Linked DNA regions of Mus musculus: all the other regions are linked to region 1. The links are chromatin contacts, called in public HiChIP or PLAC-seq, Micro-C and promoter capture Hi-C maps. All regions are on one chromosome and are shown on one strand. The core of a region is the stretch at or near the end of the contact, and the rest is flanking DNA. Distances in the headings are between cores, read along the strand shown.

Region 1 (3,752 bases), core at 215-2,714:
GACACAGAAAATACACTGCCTCACTAGTGTGCTGTTTAGTTTTATGTCAACTTGACAAAGCCAGAGATATCAGGGAAAGGGGGGCTCGATGAAAAAAAAATGCCTTCATAAGGCTGTAGGCAAGTCTTTGGAGCATTTTCTTAATTAGTGATGGATGGTGGAGGGCCACACACACTATGGGTGGTGCCAAACCGGGGCTGTGAGCCCAGGGTCCTATAAGAAAGCAGGCTGAAGAAACCTTGGGGAGCAAACCAGTACGTAGCACCCTTCATAGCCTCTGCATCGGCTCCTGCCTCCATGTTCCTGCTCTGACGTCCTGTCTGATAAGGAACTGTGAGTGGAAGCATGAGTCTTTCCTCCCCAAGCTGCTTTGGTCATGGTGTTTCATCACAGTGACAATTACTCTAAGATAACGAGCTAACTGGCTCCGGGGTCACCGGAACCAACCAGTGCTCAATTAATACCATTAGAATTCTGCATTGGCTTGGTCTGTAAAGCTGCTTTACAAGCCTGTTTCAAATCTGAGACCTTTCACAAAATTTGATAGCACACAACAGTATCCACTACTACTTCTGGATTTGATGTCCTATTTGTATCCACATTTCCCAGAGCTTCAGCACAAAGTTAGAATGGCAAACGGTCAGTACGTCTGGTTACAGAATGAAGACCTGCTATAAAAATGCTCTGTCAAGGTTTGCGAATCCAGGCTCATTTATTCTGAACTATAACCCCTAATATATGTTTAATCGTTTGAGTTTTATCAATGATTTCATGAGGAGATAGAAAAAAAAGGCTAAAATGGACAAGCAGTATTAGCATCGGACAAGTGTTTAGCTAATGCCAGCATCCTAACATTGCTGAGTTTTATTTCTGTTAAGCTGTTTTGTGAACTCTTTCAAGCGAGCTGTGACCAAAGCCTGAACTGTTTTAAGCTCTCCCCTGCAAAACCGCAGGCTTTTGGAGAAGAAAGTGCTTTTAATGTATAAATCATCAAACGTGAAAAAGCATCCAGGAGAACAAACCAGCACGCGTCATTTTTAAAGTTACTTTTTTAGTGATGGCTGATTTATCACTGGCCACAGCAACTCCCCAAATGCAGGCAGCATCAGCTGGGAGGCACCCAGATGGCTCGGCAAAATGACATTTGCTTTGTGCATCCAGCGTGAAGGGAACCCCTGTACCGCCGCCTGAGGCTAGGGCACAGGATTCCACACGCACCCCTCCGCAATGCGCCTCCAGGAGAGACCCTCCAGTTCTCCGGAGACAGGCTCAGGTGAGGTACAAAGTGGCTCTGGCCCGCGCCCGCCATGCCCACGCCCTCTCGCCCGCCGCCGCCGCGCTCCATGCCTGCGCACCTGTAAGTCCCGCGCACTTGGGGGCCGTGGCCTGGAGGACCCACGCTCCTGCTCCTCCGGCTCCGCACGGCCACCCTCCGCCATCTTTCACCCGCTTGCGGCGCCTGCCCCGGACCGCGACTTCCGGGGTTGGTTGCTTAGCGACTGTGGAAGGGGCGGAGCCACTCCGTGACTCCCACTGCCTTGGAGAGGGGGCGGAGCCGTGCCGGGTTCGTGGTGTTCCTCCGGGCTCCTTTTCCCCCCACCAGCCGGTGCGCACTCGCTGTAGGGTTCCGGTCCGCAGGGCTCGCCAGTTTTTCAGTTTTTGAGATCTCTCTATAGTCACCATTCGACTCGCTGGGAGATGCTGTAGGTTGCCTTTAGAGCGCAGCGTTGTCTTCCAAGTTCATTTAACTCAACAATGCAATATCTTAGCAGATGAACAACTCCACCTTTCATTTCCCCTTATCTGTCATTTTCCCTTATCCAGGATTGGATGGTAAATTAGTCCTTCTGAGTGGATCCGTATTGAGGATAGGAAACACGGTAAAGCTTTTGGCAATGAGAATGGAGACTCTTAAGCCATCTTCTTTTCTGCTGGGATTGACTTAACTCTCATCTTAAGTCCCAGACACTTACACCTCCAAGAATTGCCTCCCAAGAAAAAAAAAAGAAGCCTTTATGAAATTTATAAGCTAGGAAGGGAAAGAAAGATATAAGCAGGTAACAGAGTACACTTTACTTTGCAAAGAGTATTTATTACTCGCGGACTGTATGTGAATGGAGAATACTCTCTTGGTGCCTGTTGTGTGTACCATGCTAGGTGGGAGCCTACAGCCTGCTGCCTTGGCTGTTCTTTGAGTTTCGAGCACTTAAAAAAAATAAACAAAAACAAAAACTTATGAGGTAGAGAAGATGAAACTGAGAGGTCTGCAACAGACCTTTTAGAATTAAATCCACATCTTAGCTACTTTTCTTGGTTGCCCCTGGTATGTAGATACAGCCACACAGGCTTTCAGGTTTCCCACGAAGACGCTAATCACATGATTGTTTTAAAAAAAATAAAATGTGTGTCCTTTTCTCCTGAAAATTTATTTAGTTCAGTTTTATTTTCAGCTTGAGACTCAGAAGGCAAAGGATAATGGTCCCTCTCCCCAGTTCAGTTAACTCAACAGTGCTCCACTCATATTGCTGAGTATGTAATGATGTACTTGAGCGAGGCAAATGATAATTAAACTAGAAACTAGCAGTACAAGTTACCAAACCTTGCATTGCTGTCTTGATACACATTCTGCCTTAAAAATTCCCATCATGTTTTTGACAAGAAATGACCTTTTAATGTTGGGCCTTGAAGGAGAAGAACTTTTCACAGTTGTTGGGCCAGGAAAGACCACAAGTAAAAAGTCACAGATAAGTTCTAAGACAGATAATGGAAACATCTTACACATGTCAGCAAAATACTACCTGGTTGTTTAGAAATGATTTTTTTTTTTAGAAGCGATTATGAGGTGGTCAGAAAGAGCCTTAGACTAGAGTTTTGGGCTAAGTTAGATTCTGATGTGTAAGCAGCCAGGCTTATTTACTGGGCCAAGGTCACCAGATGTGGCCTTGAGTAATGAAAATCAGTCCAACTGGAGAGACCACAGCAAGACTGAGACTGTGACAATTCTTTTCAATTTTTTTATTAGATATTTTCTTCATTTATATTTCAAATGCTATCCCGAAAGTCCCTTATACCCTCCCCCCACCCTGCTCCCCTACCCACCCACTCCCACTTTTTGGCCCTGCCATCCCCCTGTACTGGGGCATATAAAGTTTGCAAGACCAAGGGGCCTTCCTAGGCCATCTTCTGCTACTAGAAGAAGATGCAGCTAGAGACACAAGCTCTGGGGGTACTGGTTAGTTCATATTGTTGTTCCACCTATAGGGTTGCAGACCCCTTCAGCTCCTTGGGTACTTTCTCTAGCTCCTGCATTGGGGCCCCTGTGTTCCATCCAATAGATGACTATGAGCATCCACTTCTGTATTTGCTAGGCACTGGTATAGTCACCAGAGACAGCTATATCAGGGTCCTTTCATCAAAATCTTGCTGGCATATGCAATAGTATCTGCGTTTGGTGGCTGATTATGGAATGGATTCCCCTGGTGGGGCAGAATCCCATTTTTCAATAGGGTTATTTGATTTTCTGGAGTCCATTTTCTTGAGTTCTTTATATATATTGGATATTAGACCCTTATCTGATTTAGGGTTGGTAAAGATCCTTTCCCAATCTGTTGGTAGCCTTTTTGTCTTACTGACAGTGTCTTTTGCCTTACAGAAGCTTTGCAATTTTATGAGGTCCCATTTGTCAATTCTTGATCTTAAAGCACAAGCCATTGCTCTTCTGTTCAGGAATTTTTCCCCTGTGCCCATATTGT
Region 2 (4,179 bases), core at 961-3,460, 680 kb after region 1:
ATGAGTCCCCCCACACAGGGAAGAAGCCATAGGACTTTTTGAGGAAAATTGGGGATTTAGTTTTCTTTAAGGGTGCAGCTCCTGACACCTAAGATCATGGCTCTACATCCAGGAGTATATGGACAGAACCTATGATGGATTATTTAAAAAAAGAAGAAACGAAGAAGGAAAAGACACAAAGTTGAGGAGGGGAGAGACATGGGTGGTAGATCCTGGAGGAGTTAAAAGGAGGAGCTAGGAATGAATATGATAGAAATATTCATCAATTTCTCAAAGAATTAATAAACATATTTCAAAATTCTCAATGTCCATTAATAACACACTACAAACACTGTGTCCATTTTTATAATAGTAGACTATATAACACTGAGAATTAATGATCATGATCCATAAAAACAAATAATTCCTAAATATAGACTTGTGTACTTACTCAGTCCTATAAAAACACACATCGGAAAATTAGAGGAGGTCCAGTATGAGTAGCAGTCATCTTGATGACAGAGTGCATAAAGACAATGGTGATCCCTAGAGAGAATCATGATTAGAAATAAATCAAGGCTTTGCTAGCATGTCACTAATTTTCCTTTTGATTTGTCATTGGTGGCAATGCTGTTTAGTCTGTGACATTTACCAGGCTGGCATTTGTGCATGAATTATGTTGTATATTGTATCTCAGCACAAGATTGAAAAATGGACTGTCCCCATCTTATTTGTTAAAGAATTAAACAATGCACAGACCTATTCTGTTCTACCTCATGACTTCTGAACGAACTCAATTCCATACTCACGTTTTATTTTGAAAAGAGACAGAAAGGAGGCGCTTGGCAGTAGGACTTATGTGGAGCAGAAAGGGCAGTGGCCAATTTGGATGGATCTCTGAGGCAGTCTAGATTTATGGAAACACTGACATTTTCATCCCTCAGAGCCAACTAAAAGGATGGGGAAAATTGACTCTGGCTGCCTTAGGTATTTCTCAGCTCATCATTCAACAACTGGCACATAGCATCCACCAGGAACATTCTATGCAGATACATGCCACTTCCAAACAGATGGACTGCTATCGTGGCTTCCACGTCCTAGGGAATGGCTTAAGGGATACTATTAGATCAGGCCCTGATGACTGGTACAGTTAGCCACACTCTATAAGGTGATATCATGGTCCACATAAGACCATGGAGGAAATCAGTGTGAGCATTTGGGACAGTACTGCTGTGATACAAACAGCTGTTGGTTCAGCTACCTCCTACGCTTACATGCTCTGTTTCATCACTTTATCATGTTTTAAATGTATTAAAATGTCACTCTGATAAAGAATGATTTTAATCATGCCACATTACTTCCAGGAATAACGGGGGTAATAGTCACGTCTCTCATAAACTTTGGTTCTGTGACAAGGTCACCTCTGCATGGACTGTATCACAGTCACCCATTGTCACCCCTTAAATAGTAAAGAAATGAGAAAATGGACACAGGTTGTGTTGGTATGGCACTCCTCATGTGTGAGACTCCCACAGTGGACACTTAAGTTGTTCTTTGGTAATATACTGATTTTTAAAAATAATAACATTTAAATGACACAGTAATAGTAGTCACATTAGAAATACTGGCACTAGAAATTTTATTGAACCTGCTGATTACACCACAAGAATCAGTAATATTAAGCAAATTCATATCCCAGACTTCCAAATCTTATACAGGAAACAATTCAAATTATTAGCCTTTATTTTCTTGTCTCATTGCTATTATTTGAAAACAAATAAAACATTAGAAAGCTGTTACTAATGCATTGCTACACACACTCCAGTGAAGTTTGCTTGGCAGGCCGCGAGGCCTGGGAGCACTCATGAGGCAAAGAGTTTCACAGAAACTCACCTCCTGGAACTTTGGCGTTCTAATAACCCGTATACCCTATCCCCGAGTTAGTCTGGTGTATGGATCCACGTGCTCTCTTTTAGTATTATTTTATTATAAGTGCCTTTAAGATTGAATTCTGACATAGCTAAGCCTTTGCCAGTGTTCCAATGTCCCAGAAAATCCTTGAAGCCAACAAACTGGGAATTCAGTAGGAATTCAGTGAGAAGGTTACCTATTCAGTAACATTCAAATTTACTTCCAGTAGAGACAGTGAAACTAATTAGGCATTACAAAGAACCGAGCCCAATAGCTCGGGCTGGTCTGCGGAGTGTTTACTTGAGACAATAACCAGTCTTACCCAGACAAGGGAATTCACAATGGCCTAGCATACAGGTGGGTACACCAGGAAAGTGTTAGGGAATCCCCCTGAGACAGGTTTCTTCACTTGGCCCAAAGAAACAGCATAAATCAGGCATTTACGAAGAACCCCTGGTGGTGGGCTTAAGAATAGACTAGCTTTACACCTGGCTCCCTTTTTAGTGGCTTCGGCCTGGTCCCCGCCTTCTTTTGCTGTATACATTCCTTTTGTATTGTGTCACTGTAACTCGGTGGATGTATCTCGCCTGGTTTCTTGTTATTCTTCTGTATAAAAAGTTCGATGCTCGACTTGACAAATTACATTCAGATTCTACACAACCTCTAGTGTTGAATTTGTCTGTCATTTTCACTGACTCCTTGCCCATCTACAACCAGAGACCCCGTTCTACGCAGACAGGGGACCAAGAGGGTCTGTGGCATAAACTGACATTTGCATTTACCAAATTAAAAAAGTTGAGCCCAACACACTACTGTCTTTAAACAAAAACAAGTGGTCACATAAAATGACAGAACTGAAGTCCTGTTTCCTTATTTTCATAAGCAATGTTCTATCACTCTTTAATTAGAATACATTAATTAAATGCAGGAATATGCTGTTCCCTAATAGAAAAAGAAACTGCACAGGAAATAATCTAGTCTCCTAAATTTGTTCTCTAAATTCACTTGTATATCTGAGTCTGGAGAGAATACTCTATAGATAGGTGTTCTCTAAATTAACTGCTATTAAATGTAATACATTTTAATTAGTAAGTAATAAAAAACAGCCTAACTTGAAGCATGGATAGATATTGTTAAAATGCAAAAGAATAAACAATATAATAAAATGATAAAGCCTTGTATAGATGGTCCTCCAGGGAAGACATACAAATGGCCAATAAATAAATGGAAAGATGTTCATTACTGTTAATATTCCATGATATATAACTCAAAACCATCAGGTGATATCATCAATCAATAATGACACAACGGAAAATAGCAAGTGTTGGCATGGATTTGGATAAGTTGGAACATCATGTGTTATAGCCACAATGGAGAACCATAGGAAATTATGATGATTACTCCTTCTCAAATTGAAAATAGAATTATTTTATTATCCAGAATTCTGTTTCTGGGTATATACTTAAAAGAATCAAGCAGCTTTGAGTACATAAATATGTAACCATTTTTACAACATTTGTTGTCACTTGAGTTTTTGATCTTAACCATTCTGAGAGGTGTAAGATGGAATCTCAAAGTCATTTTGATTTGCATTTCCCTGATGGCTAAGGGAGTTGAACATTTTCCTAGTGTGTCTTGGCCATTAGAGATTCTTGTTGAAAATTGTTTGGCTCTGTACCCCATTTTTTAATTGGGATATTTGGTTTGTTGATGTCTCGTTTATTGAGTTCTTTATATATTTTGTATATCAGTCCTCTGTCTGGTGTAGGGTTGGTGAAGGTCTTCTCCCATCATTTAGGTTGCTGTTTTGCCTTATTGGTAGTGTCCTTTGCCTTGCAAAAGCTTTTCAGTTACATGAGATGCCATTTATTAATTGTTGATCTTAGTGCCGTTAGTGTTCTGTTCAGAACTTCAAATCTCTGAAGAAAGAAATGGAATAAAATGTCACAAGTAAGAAAAGTCTTCCATGCTCATGGATTGGTAGAACCATCATAGTAAAAATTACCATCTTACAGGTTCGATGCAATTCCCATCAAAATTCCAGCACAACTCTTTACATGAAAGAGTAATTCTCAACTTCATACAGAAAAACAACAATAACAAAAACATGTCAGAATAGCTAAAACAATCCTGTACAATAAAAGAACGTCTAGAAGTATTACCATCCCTGACTTCAAGCTGTACTACAGAGAAATAGTAATAAAAACTGTATGGTATTGGTATAAAAACAGACAGGTTGATCAACAGAATAGAATTGAAGACCCAGAAAAAAAGCACACACCCATCAAT
Region 3 (3,952 bases), core at 1,175-3,674, 730 kb after region 1:
ACAGTGGGAACTTCCTATAATATATGAAGTTGATTCTAAAGAAGTATCCACATAATGATGGAGATAATGCTTCAGCTGGGCATCTCTTGTCAACAAATGAAACTTCCAATGCTAGGGCTGGGTTTCATCCAATTGAGTTCTTGGCTGAATGGGTCCCTTGGAAGTCTCCAGACAATCCAGGTAGGTGCCAAGCTAGTAGTTTGCTCTCTACAAAATGACAGCCAAGCCTGACTGCTACAGACAACACCCACAGAACTCATTGAACATGGAGAGGTCAAGTTAGTGGCTACATGATGCCTTTATCCCCATGTTCTAGTGTCTATGATATGAGAAAGATACTCTGCAGTCTACCAAAAGAAAAATGTAAACACCAACCCAGTCACAAAATCCTAAATTAATAATCTGTCCTGCAAAATATTCTAGAACATTGGTGGCACAAACCATGTGGGAGGTAGCCAATCAATGACTGATTTGACTTAAGGCCCACTCCATGAGATGGAACCCATAGCTGACACTGCCTGTGTGACCAAGAACTAAAGACTAGATAGCCCAGAGATCCAGGGTAAAACCAAATACTACCAGTCTAAAAAAAGTAATAACAAAATGACCACTAATTTTATTCTGCTATACCATAGATCAGTGTCTTATTCAGCCATCACCACAAAAGACTCCTCCTGCAGCAGATGGGAACAAATACAGAGGTCACAGCCAGACATTACACAAAGGGAAGGAGAGATTGTAGGACATACAGATCTAAATGAGATGTCTCTATCAAATCCCTTCCCTCAGAACTCATAGAACCCCATGAATGAGGAGGCAGATAGAGTGGTGAAGACAGAGGGGATGGAGGACCTAGTTTCTCTAAAACAACTGACCAAAGCTTTTATGAGCTCACAGAGACTGAAGAAGCAAGCACAGAATGTACCAGGTATCTTGAATATATACCTGGCTTAGTTCTTTTATTTATTTATTTATTTATTTATTTATTTATTTATTTATTTATTTATTTATTTGGTTTTTCAAGACAGAGTTTCTCTGTATATCCCTGGATATCCTGGAACTCACTCTGTAGACCAAGCTGGCCTCAAATTCAGAAATCTACCTGCCTCTGCCTCACAAGTTCTGGGAATAAAGGCGTGCTCCACCACTGCCCCAGTTAGTCTAGTTCTTTTATGGGACTCCTGAATGTGTAAACAAGTAGGTCTCTGATTCTTGTGCCTACTCTTTTATTTTATTTTTCTGTTAACTTGTCTGATTTTGATATGATGGTTTTTGTTTTTATCTTATTATATTTTATTTTGCTATGTCATATTATCTTTCAGAAGCCTGCTCTTTTCCAATAGGAGACAGAAAGGGAGTAGATCCAGATGTGAGAGGAGATTGGGAGGAATCTAGGTGGAGTATAGGGTAAGATAACTGTATTTAGATTATATTGTATGAGAAAAGAATCTATGTTTAATAAAAGGCAAAAATAAAATGTAAAAAAAAAAAAAGGTGAGGTGTGCATAATCCAAACCAAGCAGAGTCCCAGGTTAGTAAATTATTTCCTATGCTTTCCATCCTTATCATCATAGAAATCATCCACTTCAACACATGTTCTTTATAGCAAAATCTAGAAGATACATTATCTAGTACCTAGAACCAGACAGCTCACATTGAGAGTAACCTAAAGAAGAAACAGATCTTACTAAAACATTAAAAACCAAACCAAACAAACCTTCCCAACATGAGTATCCTGTTTTACCTGTGTGTACCATACTTCAAAGATTACCCTGTCCCCAATCAATCATAATTAGAAATGGAAATTTAAAAAAAAACAATGTAACATAAAATTAAAGATGAAATAAATATGTTTTGCTAAACAAAGCACTTGGAAATTTTAAAAATTAAAATATGTAAACCTCTTTGGCCATCCTATGTGGCCTTGAGACTCAGGTATGCTGCCTGTATGCCTGTATTTCCCTTCTTGATCCCCTCTATTCAGATGACCTCAACCTGGTTGGCTGGATGCCAGAAACACTCCCCTCACCTAGTATGCTTACTTTCTTTTGAGACTTACCAAATAACAGTCCAATCCCCACTGAGATCTTTCCAGCCATCATATGTGAAATGAGGAGCTTGGAAGGTTATCTGTACAATCTTTCTTTGGCCCCTTCATTTGGGTGACTCCAAAGGTCCATGGTGACTTGCTACAGAACTCTAGTTGCTTTTATCCCTTCTTCCTTCGTTAGAATTCACCACATTTCAACCTACTTATCACCATCTAACACCAAGACAACAATAAAATATAATTATCAACCTCCCATGCTCATGGATGGCCAGGAACCTAGCATGACTGTCTCCTGAAAGGCTTCATCCAGCAGTGGATAGAAACAGCTACAGAGACCCATGGCCAAACATCTGGCAGAGATTGAGAAGTCTTACGGAAGAGTGATGGTTGGAATTGAGCAAGTTGGAGGGGTCAAGGACACCACAAGACCTACAGAGACCTGGGCCCATGGAGGTTACAGCAGCTGAACCACCAACAAAAGATCATGCAGAGGCTGGATCAAGGCCCTTTATACATTTGTAGCAGAAGTGCAGCTTGGTTTTCATGTGAGTCCTCTGACAGTTGGAGAGGGGGCTGTCTTGGATTCTGTTGCCTTCCATTGGTTCTCTTCCCCTACCTGGACTGCCTGGTTGGACCTCAACTGAAGAGGTTGGTATAAGATTTCACAAGGTGGGGTGTGGAAAGCCGGTACGTGCTGCGAGCAATCGCATGTGTGCCGCCAGTAATCTCTGAGGAGAGCCGTGTGTGCCGAGAGCAATCGCCATTATAAGATGGCGCGGGCCTCCGCTGTGCCTAACTAGTAAACAAGCCTTGCACGCAGGTGCGAGAGTGAATTCACTCCTAGTCACTCCCATTCTCGGGGTGTAATAGTGGGGTGATGGGCAAGCAACGAATCGGGAGCTGTCACGCCATATCAGGTGCTGAAACGTCACGCTGCGGGATATAAAAGCAGCGCCATTTTTCCCAGTTCGGGATCTTCCTGAGAAGCAAGCAATAAAGCTTTTGCCGCGGAAGATTCTGGTTTGTTGCGTCTTTCTTGCCGGTCGAGCGGGACGCAATAAGTGGCGCCGAAGAACCCGGGAACTGTCATCACACCGGCGCAAGGAAGATCCCTCGTTCGCGGGGCAGAATCAGAACCGTGGGACAAAAGGCTCTACAAGGTACGTACAATCTTGAAATTTCTTCAGAGTTAGAAGCCCTTTTGATTGTTTGCACGGCGATTACACTTTTCCTTTCGGTTTCATTTTGTTTCCACCACTGGAACTGCTGACTGGTTCTTAGTCGCGGTCAGGCCTGGACAGCGCCTGGACAGTGACCAATTTCAGTCGCGGTCAGGCCTGAACAGCGGCAGTATGGGAATCTCCCATTCTTACGCTCCCAGTCTTACGCTTGGTCTTGAAGCAGTGTGGCCTAAAAATCACCACTAAGACCTTAGAGGGATTTGTCAGAGAGATAGACCGTGTCGCACCATGGTATGCTTGCTCAGGGTCATTAACTGTCGCCTCTTGGGACAAACTGAAAGGAGATCTAGTTAGGGAACAGCAGAAAGGCAAACTTAAAGCAGGGATTATGCCGCTATGGAAATTGGTGAAATCGTGTTTAACAGATGAGGATTGTCAGCAAATGGTAGAAGCGGGGCAGAAAGTTCTGGACGAAATTCAAGAAAGTCTATCAGAGGTAGAGCGGGGAGAGAAAGTAAAAGTAGAGAGGAAACAAAGTGCACTGAAGAATTTAGGCCTTTCCACGGGCCTTGAGCCTGAGGAAAAGAGATATAAAGGAAAGAATGCCTTGGGAGAGATAAGAAAAAGGGATGGAAAGGGAGAGAAGAAGGGAGATCGAGCTGGAGAGGCACATAAGGAAAGGAGCCTCTACCCGCCACTGGATGAATTTAAGCAGCTAGCT
Region 4 (4,012 bases), core at 1,294-3,793, 600 kb after region 1:
CTTGGGAGGCAGAGGCAGGCAGATTTCTGAGTTTGAGGCCAGCCTGGTCTACAGGGTGAGTTCCAGGACAGAATTACACAGAGAAACCTTGTCTTGATAAAACAAACAAATAAAAGACAAAACAAACAAACAAAAAAGCTGCATGTTAATTTCTGAAGAGGGTCAAATAGTGAGTGACTCCCTAAAGAGGACAATAGGGCAATTATAAGCTATTGTGCTCTGCTGCAAGCAGGTAAATCCTGGGAAGGTGCATTTGAAATACAGAAGGCCATTTACTACCACCTCCAGCATCTTTCCTTAGGATGCTCCAATCAGAATATTCTAATATTTCTGTTAATTTTAATTACCTTGACAAAAAGACCTAAAGGCACTAATATTGGAGGTTATCTAACTAATTGGCTCAGGAAAAAAGAAAGAAGGAAAAGAAAATCAATCAGGATGATGCAAAGATAATATAGAAAGATAACTTAAAGTAAAAATGAAAATATTCAAAGGAAGATAAAGGAAGTATTACACACTGAAGGAAGAATGGGGCTGTGCACATAAGGAGCATTTTGGGAGGACTTTAAAGGATCCCCAAACAAGAGACAAGTATTCAATAGATAGAAATTTTTATTATCCTTATTTAATCACTATGCATAATACACATGTAGTGACTTATCCTGTGGAACCAAAATGCATAGTTAGTTGAGTGCCAATTAAAAAATTATAAAGACATGTTGATCAATGGATAATAAGTTATAATTATGAAGGAGAAATTATGATGTTATTCTGTAGTAGTATCCTATAGATAATGGTGATATAATATATACTTGAGGAAGTTAATTGAGGGCCAGTAAGATGGCTCAGTGGGTAAGGGTGTTTGCCGCCAATACTAATTAATCTTGTCTGAAAACAACAAATTACAGTATCCTAGTAAGTATAAAGTGGTGATAGTGTTCTCTTGTACATAAAAATAGAAAATCATAAATAATAACCATAACATGATAAAGTTCTCAGAAAGCTCAGCAAGAGACAAAGTATCCAAAACGAGAAAAGATATGAACATCAGAAAGTGTTCAGAAGTCTTTACATCGGAATAAAAGGCACAGGACAAAAGAATTATGTAACAGAGGAGAAGGAAACATTGAAGAAGAAATTCTTCTGTCCCAGAATAGAAAGACTCAATAATATGGACCAAAGGTATTCAAAGCACAATGTAGAGGTAGATGTAGATGAAGATGTCTTTAGAACCAGAGACATCATTGTTAAATTTCAGAGCATGGGTAGCAAAGATATCACAATATCTTTCAGAGATAAAACAATGTATCATTGAAAATTGTATGTATGAAAGGCCATCAATCTGACGAAATCAGTTCTTATTACAACCATGGGAATCAAAAGTCAGTGAGTGATACTTTCAAAATTCTGAGGAAAATGGTTTCCTGATAGATACATGCCAAAGATATCAAGTAACTGAGAAGACAAATAAAGCCATTCTGAACATTTAAAACCTTAGAGTATTTCTACACTATTTTTTACAGTGAGCTACAAAGGACTGTGTTCCAACTATATACAAAAATTAATCAGAAAAGAAAGACATATGGGATCCAGAAAATAGAGAGTCAAGAAAAGAGGAGACAAAGGAAGACCCAGGATGGGAAGGGAACTTGGTGTGGGTATAATCTGAGTCAGAAGTTCTAGAGTCTAGCACACACACACAGTAAAATTTTCACACACACACACACACACACACACACACACACACACACACACACACACACGTATGTGATGAAGTCAGGGTGACTGGCATATTTATTACCTCAAACACCATTTAGTAAAAATGTACTTATTTTTATGTGTATAGGCCTTTTTTTTTCCTGCATGTCTATCTGCGCACCATTTGTGTGCAGTGGCCCCAGAGGCTAGAAGAAGACATGGATCCCTTCTAACTGAAATTACAGACCTTTGTGAGCCACCATGTGGGTGCTGAAACTCAAACTCAGGTTTTCAAAGGACACAGTCAGGGGACTTTAACTGCTGAACCATCTCTCTACTCTTTACTTGTTATTTTTCATGTATATTTCAATATATGCACTTTATTATCACCAATGGTAGTCACTCTACTTTGCTACAGAACATTAGAAGTGATTTCTCCAATTTAGTTGTATCTTTGTAGCCATTAGCCATCTTACCTTGTAGAAGGTGGATTTCATAACTACTAAAGCTTCTTTTAACTTTAAAATTCTTCTCTCTGACCTCTCAAATATTGGCAGTGACCTATAAGACCTGCTGGCATGATGTGCACAGAGAAACCATTATCCACAGGGTTGGTGAGCAGCTGTTTTCAATTTCCATTGTTGACAGATTGAGAGGAAATGGCCTTTAGTAAGGACGGTGAAAATGTCAGAGACGAGGGAACAGGAACAATGCGAATCTGATATAGTACACAATACTTAGGGGCTTAATAACTTGTCTTTTCCTAAAGACCCCAGCACATATACCGTTCAGCTTCAAAGCTATATGCAGTTAACATGCAATAAGAAAAATGTTAGATGCTAATGCCACTCTACCTAACTCAGTGTTGAAGGTTCCAGATTTAGGAGACAACCTGTACCCTATGTGTAGTAAGGCCAATTATTTGAATGAAAATCCTCATCACTCACAAGTCCCACGCCTCTTTTCACTCCGAGGAAGTGGCATTTCTCCATGCTTTCCTTGTATGGCTCAGAAAGGTAAGTGCTTTGCATGAAGCCACATTTTCAGTGACTTGTCCAAGCATCTCTCATGATTGTAATAAAATCTTACAACAAAGCTTTGCTCAGTTGTCTTAAAAACTGTCCCCAGGGAGAACTTCATTTTTATTGTTGCTACATATGAACATTTGGGAATATGTTGGATGAAGCTGTGAGAATACAGAATGAAAACATTGTAAATTGTCACAGACAGTGAAACTGGATGGGATCTTAGCATCTAATTATACTTTTTCATTGATGAGAAAATGCAGATTAATGTTTAGACAGTTTCATTACATCACTTCATTAAGTATTTCATAGAGTAAATTTTAACTATTACTATGCCTCACTCATTCATTCATTCATTGTCCTATATTGACTATACAGTAAAGTAAAACGCTGGTGTTTGTGTGTAGTGTGTGTGTATGTATGTATGTGTATATGTGAGTGTGTGATTGTTTTCTTCACAATACAGAGAATTCTCAAATCTTCAAAGTTCATCAGCACTATACAATTCTGACCAAGTGTACATTTTACTTATTTCAGTGAATTTCTCCTGTCTTACTATTTCTACATGTTTATCTTACAAATATTTTATCCATAAAATTGAAGTAATTTTATTAAGCACTATTGATAGTCAAAGAAAAAAGTCAGCAAAATTAATGCATAGTGCTTTACATAATTTTTCTTTATTTTCTATCTAAATTGTAACATTTAGGAGTATGATGTCATCCAAATATGTTACAATATTGTCACACACATACATATATATTCATGACTGTATTTATAAACATGAAAGTTATTTTCTGCAAATGCTTGAACACAAACATGCATATAGAATACATATATCATTATATACAACTGTATGAAAATATTCACATTTATTTCAGCTCATAAAACTCAGTGTGCTTACAAATTATAAAGTTATATTACATAAAACAATACATGTGTTGATGAAAAGTACTTTTATCTGAACTTTAACTGAATTTTTATCTAAGTTTAGCTCCCAATTTGAATGTATTTGTTATTAATAGGTAATGTGGAGAAAATACAGATCTGGAATAATAAAACTACAACACAAAATTTAACTTCTGGCTAGGAAAACATCCTGGTGTTTATCTTTTAAGAGTCAAGTTTTGTTGCTGGCAGGAATTCCTAAGATATCTCCCAGGATTCCTGTCCTCTGATTATTTTATCAAAGGCTCATCTAGATTCTGCTCTGAAGGGGTTTTCAGATCTGATTAAGGTTTCTAATCCTTAACATTGAGAGATTACCCAACATTAACTGAATAGACCCC
Region 5 (4,262 bases), core at 982-3,481, 700 kb after region 1:
GAGGGTGGACATGGAGCAGTTTGAGGTCTCTGGGCCTCATGGAGGCCAGAGATAACAGGTTCTCAGTCTCGGACATTCCAGACATCGCTGGACACCTTGAAAGACCTGAGAACAAAGTGGCAGCTCAGTCAGTCCTGGGGCCAAAAGGAGGAGAGGGCAGGGGGGGAGGGGGCGCTGGGTGGTTCCCACATGGGCAAGAGTCCTTGGTCCAGTCCTGGATGGAGCGCAGGAAGGCCTTCCATTGGGAAGTTAGACGCAGCTCTTTAGGGGAAAGCCTATTCCATCATTCAAGTACAGCGGGCCTTGATGAGCAGAGATGGTCTATGGTTTTAGAGCTTTATTGTAGAAAGGCAAAGAGAAAGACAATAGGTAGAAAAGGAGAGGCCAACCATGGTCACATGGAGAGAAGGGGAAAAGGAGGAGAAGGAGAGTTAGAGATGAGAATGAGAGACAAGAGCTTAAGGGGGGGGGGGGGGGGGAAGCAGCTCCTTTGATAGTAGGCTGGGCTACCTTGTGGTTGCCAGGTAACTGTGGGGAGGAGCATACCTGGCTATTCTCAGTAAAGGTGAGGGTGGAGTCTAGCCAGAATACCAGGAGCTTGGGACATTGTTTGTGTGATTTATAGTCACAGGATTATGGAGTTGGGGGCTCCATGGTGTCAAGCACCTATGTCGGGGAACGAGGCTCACTGTTCTGTCCCTTGTAGAGTTTTCTACTGGGTCTCTGGAGTAAGCCTTGCTCAACCAGAAAACAGGCTGCCTTTCACATTCCTTCAGACTGCCTCACTTCATTTCTGTTTGTTCCATGTCTAAGATCTAACTACTTGTGCCCAAACATTGCTGCTGGCCATGATACCTATATTATGCTGTTTTGATATGAAGCCTCCAAAGTTTGAACATTTTCATGAGCAGTTTGTTTGAGGTACTTGTTTCAGGAATACAAAGTCTAGAAAATGAAGATACCAATGTTTGAAGAATAATTCAGGATGAAATAATCTAGAATGCGAATTTATGGAATTTATATAAACAACTACATTAAAATTTGTTCACCTTAGTCCATTTAATTGGTACCCTGTACAAAGGATAAATTTAATTCCAGACATATGCATACAGGGGAGATTATGTGAATAGACATTGGAAAGTGAAAGCCATGTGACCACTACTACTATGCCTCCACAGTTGTTAGCTGCTGAATTACTAAGATGTCACCAAACCATTGCAAAGTCTTAAAAATTGTTTATTGAGATTTTGCTTATTTTTAAAATATGGATGAGGGTTGTGCCTGAATGTATGTCTGTGCACCATGGACATACCTGGTACTGATTAAGACCAGAAGACAGTACTTAGATACTCTGAAACTAGAGTTAGAGATGTGAACCTCCATGATGGTTCTGGAGATCAAACCTGGAGATTTGATTAAGAGCAGCCAGTACTGTTAACCACCAAACCCACTCTCTACCCTTGGACAGACACTTTTTTATCCATCTGTCTCACACTGATGCAGCTGCCATGCCGTTTTGTATGAGGTAATGAGACAGAACCAAGCAGCACACACTTTGTTTTGGTCCCTCATTTTCACAGTCACCATTTAAATTTTTGCCTTAGTTTTATTTGCATCAGATTCTTCTATATAACAAGAGGGGAGGTTTTACATATAGATATCATCTTCAAAGGAATGAAACCTTTTTAATAACTATCATAAAAGCAGTATTTATGACTTTACTCTTGAGTAAAAGGCAGGAGCAATGGTTTAAGATTAACTCATTTGGCTAAATTGCTACAGAAGTTATTTCCTTAACTCTGGTAATTCATAGAGGCAATTTATGAATACAATAAAAACAGCCTGAAGACTAAAGCCTCATGTAACCTCAATAAACAGCAACTTTGCACAAGAGTTTCTGAACAGAGAAGCCCTAAAGGCCCGGTTGTTTGTTATCACAGCTGCTATTGCACCTCCAATGTGCTCTACAGTGAAGATTAGAGCAAGGCTTTTGGTTAAATTTCAGGGGATATAAAATCTACTTCAGTGTGCTAACAGAAAAGCTTAATGTTTATCTTGGCATGATTTTGAAATATTTAAACATTAATGCTTTTCATTAGTAATCATCACCATTAAAACTTGAGCACTTTCCATAAAAGTAGGTTTTATTTTGAAATGCCAAGATGTGAAACAAGATTACTTGAAGAATCTAAATGCATACCAAGTAGAAATGTGGGGCTACAGAAGGGTTTATATTCATAAACATATCTGTTAAGAGTCTACCCCATGCATATGGGTAGCTTTACTTAGCAATACTCTTAGGATATTGGAGTGTTTCTGAAATAGTTTCATTTATTTCTAAATAGAACATTCTGTTGATGCTACATGATCCAGAATGGATTAAAGATCTTCTGTTTCTGTGACTTTTGACCTCAATCTTCCCTCAGACTCAGGAAACTCTCAACACAAGTGATGACAGAATTTGAGAGATGGGAATTGTGATAATGGTCATTGCTTATGGCAAGTGGTGTAACATTTCTCAGATGTATCTTGGGCTGACTGGAATGAGTCATACCTCTCTGCACCAAGCACCAGTGACCTGGATTAAGAACTTATTCTGAAATAACCCAACCTTTCAAGGATTGAAGAGGAATTGAAACTTAGTTTCTTATGTCTGCACTTTATTTCGGGGAAGAAATGCCTACAGGATTATCAAGCACACATTGAGATATTAAATGCTGCCTGTTTACCTGTACAGATGACTCAAAGAAAAATCCTCCAGAGTCACCTTTGTTTTAATAGCAGAATTTCTAAGTTTCTTGTTATCAATGGTATAAATCAGGTGGATCCCTCCTGCTACGTAGCCTCTGCTAAGCTTTCCACAACACACTTGAAAGTGACAGAGAATGTGACTATCTAGTTATGTTGAAATGAATAGAGAAAGAATACTATCTTCGCAAATATTCACTTTTAAGACAAGTAGTGATGAGTGCAAAATTAAAGCAGGCCATGGCAGATATTCAGGTCCATGAAACAGAAGGATTTCATCTTTGAGAAACATGAGTATTTTTCTCTCTTTCCAGCCCAGCGTTTACTCTTTTGTACGTATTCTGGATCAGGTTAGATGCCAGGGTCTGACATGTCTAAAGTAGCAAACAACATCATCACCACCAACAGAAAAAGAAACAATATATAAGGCTACCTTCTTCTTCCTCTTTCTCTTCTTCTTTGAAAAAAATTAACACCAGCATTTTAATCACTTGAAATGAAATCATTTAGCATATTTCTTAGTAAATACTACAATATTGGATTTTATAAGATAATTCTACACAAACTTGGTTATATGTGAAAGTAGATGATACAGATAATTTCTCCGTTTTGAAACTGAAATCCCAAAGTCCACCTTCAAACTGAGCATTTCCCTTCCCAATTACTACAGTGTAGCCCTAGCAAGTAAGCTGGAAAAGGGCTCTCACATCTGACAACTTTTCTTACCAGAAAGGGGCTGAGGGAAGACTGTTTCAAGACAAATCTTGATGTAAGAGGATACATGTAGGTTGCTAATGTGTTTATATTAATTAGAGTAGAGCCAAATTTATGTTTAGAATTAATTAGACTAAGCAAGGGGTTTATAAATGGGGGAAGCAGAGATAAATCACTTTCTAGGTAAGCTTTATTATGTGATATATACCATCATAACCTATAGCTTATAACGTTCAGGTCAGAGGAAGCTTCATTAGGATAGAGAGCCACTATGTATAGCATGATGAGAGTCCTGCAGGGAGGCTTTCTTTGATTTGATTTCTGGAATATTGTGGGAGAGGAAGAGAGGGAGGAGAGGGGGAGGGAGAGAGGTAGGAGTGCAGAAAGATGGAGGGAGAAGGAGGGAGTGGAAGAAGGAGGGGAGAGAGGAAGAGAATCAGAGGGTGACCTAGACAGACAGACAGACAGACAGACAGACAGACAGACACACACATATACACACATACATACATACACACACACACACACACACACACACACACACACACACACACACAGAGAGAGAGAGAGAGAGAGAGAGAGAGAGAGAGAGAGAGAGAGAGAGTGAGAGAGAGAGAGAGAGAGAGACTGCACCTGGTTTGAGCACTTGAAACCTCAAAGTCCATCCCCAGTAATAGACTTCTTCCTACAAGGCCACATTTAATCCAAAAGGGCCTCACTTCCAAATAGTGCCACTCACAAGTGAACAAGCATTGGAATCTCTGAGGCTATGGAGATTATTCTTATTCAAATTACCACAC
Region 6 (3,736 bases), core at 867-3,366, 630 kb after region 1:
GTGATATGAATGTCCTATTTGCAGCTGAGCATTCCATTGATAATAATTCTCTGTACTTTAGACAGTTGTGAATTTCTGCATTAGACACCATCACTGCACAAAGAGACGTCTCATAAAGTGTCTCAGAGATGCACTAATCTATGGATAGAGTGATACCAGTTAGCAGAATAATACTAGAAGTTCCTAGGAGCTCTGTGAGCTCCCCAACTATTCTTGTCAGATATCTACTACCAGAGATATGTTTTTTACCTATGGAATGGACTTTTAATTAATCAGAAAGTAGTTTCTTATCCCCATAATACTTGTGACACTATTGCACCTATGACATATCCTGCCACACTTACTATTATTGTAGTTCACAGGGTTCCCAGCTGAGTAAGACTTTTTGATGACATTTTTGTCCTCAGGTACCTGCCTAGCAGCTTCTAATTTTATGAAATCTAGCAATCATTGAGAAAGTATCCTGGTCAATATCAATGTGATTTCTCCATGTCCTATGAGCAAAATGTGTGTTATCAAACCATGTGATGTCTTTAGCAAAAGAATCTTACCATAATGTTCTGATAGGCAATCAGTCACAAAGGGTAGTGCCTTGCACAACCTTGTTTGGAGGATTCTCCATGACACTTTTGACCAGTAACTAGAGAGAAACTGTCCCATACTTGGCACTGGGCTTTTTAACCAACAACTTACAGGTTCTGGGACGAGAGTAAATTTCTTTGCAAAATAACTCCAGTTAAGCCTTTTATCTGGATATTCGCATTTAAAGCTTATAAAATACAGGTTTTGTGTATGTCCCTTTCAAATATCCTTGGTGTTAGTTATTTTTCTCCAAGCCAAACTGCCTCACCCTTCCTACCCTTAGGTTCCTCTCCTCCCTTAAACCTCCCTCCCCATTATTCTTCTTTTCCTTTTAGATCACCTGTGTTCTCCTGTGTCCCCTCTTTCAAGATCTTTCTTCCCTCTCTCCACTGATGGTTCCTTTCTAGTTTCCTGGATCCAACAGACACTCCAAATTTACTAACATCTGTGTAAGTGAGCAACTGTGATGCTTCTCTTTCTGAGTCTGGGCTACTCTCCTCAGTGGAAACATTTTCTGGTATGATCCAAACCTGCATGTTTTTCTTTAGAGCTGGATAAAATTCCACTGTTTAAGTATGACACTGGTTTTTTTTTTTTTTTAATCTTTTTCTCATTCCTTCGGCCCCCCTTTTTTCTAGCTTTCTTTCTGTTTGGTGTTGGATATGAAACCCAGGTCCTTGCACATTCTAGGTAAGGTCTTACTACTGATCATATCACCAGTTCACTAGTCTCTTTTTCATTTCTGTCTTATCCTCAAAACATTCTTGCCAGGAGATTTAGATCCTCATAAATTTCATCTCATGATTCTACATAGTCTGCCTTAAAAAATTCAAAATATCAAATTCTGTTTATTTAAGAGAAATCGTGTCAGACCATGCAACGTTAGTAAGAATGAGCTCACCTCTCTTCCACCTTCAAAATTCTGTTTCTATAAAACTCAGCTTTGCACTATGCAAAAGTAATGATGAATTTCTTCTTTTGTCAAGGAAAAAATAATTCCTTTTATTAAGAAATACCTAAGTAATTGCCAAAGCTATACTTAAGTCTGGAAAGAACACTAAACTATTTTTTTTCCTATAAAACCATGGGCAAGCAATGGCCCAATGACTTATTGCATATTTATGGAGAAGGAAAGCTCTGGTCTGAAATCCTTAGATTTAGAGTCACTTAGATAAACACATACCCTCACTAAAGTGCGGCGTTTTCTCACAGTAAGCCTTACTTTGCAAAATTACAGTGTGTGATTATCTCTTAAAAAATGATAAAACCTTGATTTTTATGGTTGATTAACTAGGTTATTGTAAATCACATCAGCTTTGAGTTTGGCCTGTCTCCCAGAAAGCAAACTTCCCAGGCTAAGCTCAAAGTTTCTTTTCCATAACAAAGATTTGGATCCACAAAAATCCCCTGGGATTTCCTGCATCCAAAGCAGACATTTCCCAGGGTTTCATATGGTTTTCTGGAAAGCTCTTGACCTACCAAGTAGTTCCATATGGAGGCACCCGAGCTAATGAAAGTTCATTTCCTGTGAGTTCATCTTACTTGAGTCATTCTAATTTTTTTTCTCAATAATCACTGGTCTCTTGTTCTCTTATCCCACTCTGTGCCATGTTGAAGGAAGCCATAGTTATCACTGTGACAAAACATACAACATGGAGCCTTTTTTTTTTTTTTAAGCAATCAAGTTATCAGGTCATTTATAGTTTGAGATTTTCTGGGGCACTTTGGGTGACTTTTGTGGAATGTTTTCACAGAGTGAGTGACAGTTAGATCTTGACTTATCCCACAGTTAATAGACTAACAGGAATATTGTAAGAAAGGTTTCTAGACAATGGAAGTTTCAGCACTATAGTGACATTTTAGGCTTAAAGACATATGATTAACTCTACCCAAATCCGTGGTTGGGAATCTCTTCACTGTTAATTGCACCCATCCTATAAGCCTGTGTCCTGTTGCTTCTTGTAGTTGTCACCTGTGGAGATATTTTAGTTAACTGCTCACAGGATCTCAGTTGACCTATATGAGGGATCCTAAAATGCCAGAGACTACGTTTCCCATTCTTACTGCCCAGAGTCCTCTCATTGGTACCTACTAGGGATGGGGACTTTAGGAAGGAATGATATGCAGACATCCTCCATGGTAGAGCTCACCTCACATGTCAGACAAGTGCTCAGGCTTTCTTAACATCGTATCATTGCTAGACTGGAAAATACCTCCTACCACAAGGCTTACTGCACAAATGGGATGGCATAACATTCATGGAAATATCGTAAGTAATAAAATGTCCCAACATAAAATGATTTGTTTTGCTTACAAAATAGCAACTTTTAGATAAAGAAATCTGAGCAACTGAACTGATACCATAATCTTCAGTTTGGACCCAGTAGATTTAAATAAAATCATAGTAAATTAACATGTAGATTACTTATTAGTTAGCAACTCTTTTCTCTAAATTAAGAAAATTGCTTGTTTAAATTTGGGTAAAAGGTGAAGAAAGCTCTTAGAACAAACAAAGAAGGAGTCAGTCTCATCTTAGGGCAGTGGGATTCACTTTTTGGCTGTATACACATTATGTAGTGTATTTAGGATAAATCCTGAACTTTAAAACATATGTATCATAACATTTGAGTTTTTTCAGTGAATACGTGAAACATGATCCTTTGGTTAAGAAAACATGTAGGAGTTAGTATCACTTTTCCTGACTGTGTTCCTTTCTCAAAGATGACACTTGAAATTCATGGTGCAAAATTTACTACCAAGGAAGTAACCACACTGAGATGCCCTTGTAGCCCCAGATCCTGTGGATGGATCATGCAGGTCATGTCCATCATGTTCTGCCTATTCCTTCTTTGATGCTTTTCATATTAGCCCGTGAACTCTGAACTGCTACCCTAGTGATGAGTTATACTATACACAAGCTTTGTGGAAGCCTCAATACCTTCAAGCCAGTGCATCTAGGTCTCATTAGGACTTGCTTAGAGAAATTTTAAATTGCCATATATGGGTTAATGTCCTGAGTGTGGAGTAAACAATAATTTAAATTGAAGGAACCTTCTAGTTGCTTAGTTTCTTTAAATTATGAAATGTTTTGATGGGGATACTCTTGAGAATGTCTTATCTTGATAGTTCCCTGGTGATTAATAATTGTAGATAC

The links. Promoter capture Hi-C pulls out the DNA fragments that hold promoters and counts their contacts. A called contact is a pair of places that touch in the nucleus more often than the background predicts. HiChIP or PLAC-seq counts read pairs in DNA pulled down with a chosen protein or histone mark.
Region 2: a contact with region 1 is called in an H3K27ac HiChIP or PLAC-seq map of embryonic stem cells, with 9 times the contacts expected there. The contact joins the enhancer-like site here to the promoter of Ubxn2b in region 1. A contact is called at or near these places in 3 of 39 promoter capture datasets (hippocampal neurons, maxillary cranial neural crest and stem cell-derived epiblast-like cells) and 4 of 115 datasets of contacts at active chromatin or transcription factors (astrocytes and embryonic stem cells).
Region 3: a contact with region 1 is called in a Micro-C map of the AtT-20 cell line, with 7 times the contacts expected there. The contact joins the enhancer-like site here to the promoter of Ubxn2b in region 1. A contact is called at or near these places in 8 of 39 promoter capture datasets (the 3T3-L1 cell line, 3T3-L1-derived adipocytes, cranial neural crest and 4 more) and 1 of 484 Hi-C or Micro-C datasets (the AtT-20 cell line).
Region 4: a promoter capture Hi-C map of second pharyngeal arch cranial neural crest shows a contact between it and region 1, with 4 times the contacts expected there. The contact joins the enhancer-like site here to the promoter of Ubxn2b in region 1. A contact is called at or near these places in 10 of 39 promoter capture datasets (the 3T3-L1 cell line, cranial neural crest, embryonic stem cells and 5 more) and 1 of 115 datasets of contacts at active chromatin or transcription factors (astrocytes).
Region 5: a contact with region 1 is called in a promoter capture Hi-C map of stem cell-derived epiblast-like cells, with 3 times the contacts expected there. The contact joins the enhancer-like site here to the promoter of Ubxn2b in region 1. A contact is called at or near these places in 9 of 39 promoter capture datasets (the 3T3-L1 cell line, 3T3-L1-derived adipocytes, cranial neural crest and 5 more) and 2 of 115 datasets of contacts at active chromatin or transcription factors (astrocytes and bone marrow-derived macrophages).
Region 6: a contact with region 1 is called in a promoter capture Hi-C map of second pharyngeal arch cranial neural crest, with 4 times the contacts expected there. The contact joins the enhancer-like site here to the promoter of Ubxn2b in region 1. A contact is called at or near these places in 12 of 39 promoter capture datasets (the 3T3-L1 cell line, 3T3-L1-derived adipocytes, embryonic stem cells and 6 more) and 3 of 115 datasets of contacts at active chromatin or transcription factors (astrocytes, craniofacial prominence and stem cell-derived neural progenitor cells).

The regions. Positions count from the first base shown.
Region 1 is chr4:6,188,817-6,192,568 of GRCm38.p6, reverse strand. Ubxn2b (UBX domain protein 2B) reads right to left here and starts at 1,464. Exons shown (of 8, transcript NM_026534.2): 1 at 1,356-1,464. The coding sequence starts at 1,439.
Region 2 is chr4:5,513,707-5,517,885 of GRCm38.p6, reverse strand. No RefSeq gene overlaps it. Among named protein-coding and RNA genes, the nearest start is that of 4930423M02Rik, 120 kb to the left of the region's middle. Within about 2 kb of position 2,210, at least 10 of the 459 cell types and tissues checked have an H3K27ac peak or open chromatin away from gene starts, as enhancers often do. A contact at or near this core is called in embryonic stem cells and stem cell-derived epiblast-like cells, where this site is marked.
Region 3 is chr4:5,464,148-5,468,099 of GRCm38.p6, reverse strand. No RefSeq gene overlaps it. Among named protein-coding and RNA genes, the nearest start is that of 4930423M02Rik, 170 kb to the left of the region's middle. Within about 2 kb of position 2,424, at least 2 of the 459 cell types and tissues checked have an H3K27ac peak or open chromatin away from gene starts, as enhancers often do. A contact at or near this core is called in the AtT-20 cell line, where this site is marked.
Region 4 is chr4:5,589,057-5,593,068 of GRCm38.p6, reverse strand. No RefSeq gene overlaps it. Among named protein-coding and RNA genes, the nearest start is that of 4930423M02Rik, 41 kb to the left of the region's middle. Within about 2 kb of position 2,543, at least 5 of the 459 cell types and tissues checked have an H3K27ac peak or open chromatin away from gene starts, as enhancers often do. A contact at or near this core is called in second pharyngeal arch cranial neural crest, where this site is marked.
Region 5 is chr4:5,492,465-5,496,726 of GRCm38.p6, reverse strand. No RefSeq gene overlaps it. Among named protein-coding and RNA genes, the nearest start is that of 4930423M02Rik, 140 kb to the left of the region's middle. Within about 2 kb of position 2,231, at least 9 of the 459 cell types and tissues checked have an H3K27ac peak or open chromatin away from gene starts, as enhancers often do.
Region 6 is chr4:5,558,476-5,562,211 of GRCm38.p6, reverse strand. No RefSeq gene overlaps it. Among named protein-coding and RNA genes, the nearest start is that of 4930423M02Rik, 72 kb to the left of the region's middle. Within about 2 kb of position 2,116, at least 13 of the 459 cell types and tissues checked have an H3K27ac peak or open chromatin away from gene starts, as enhancers often do. A contact at or near this core is called in second pharyngeal arch cranial neural crest, where this site is marked.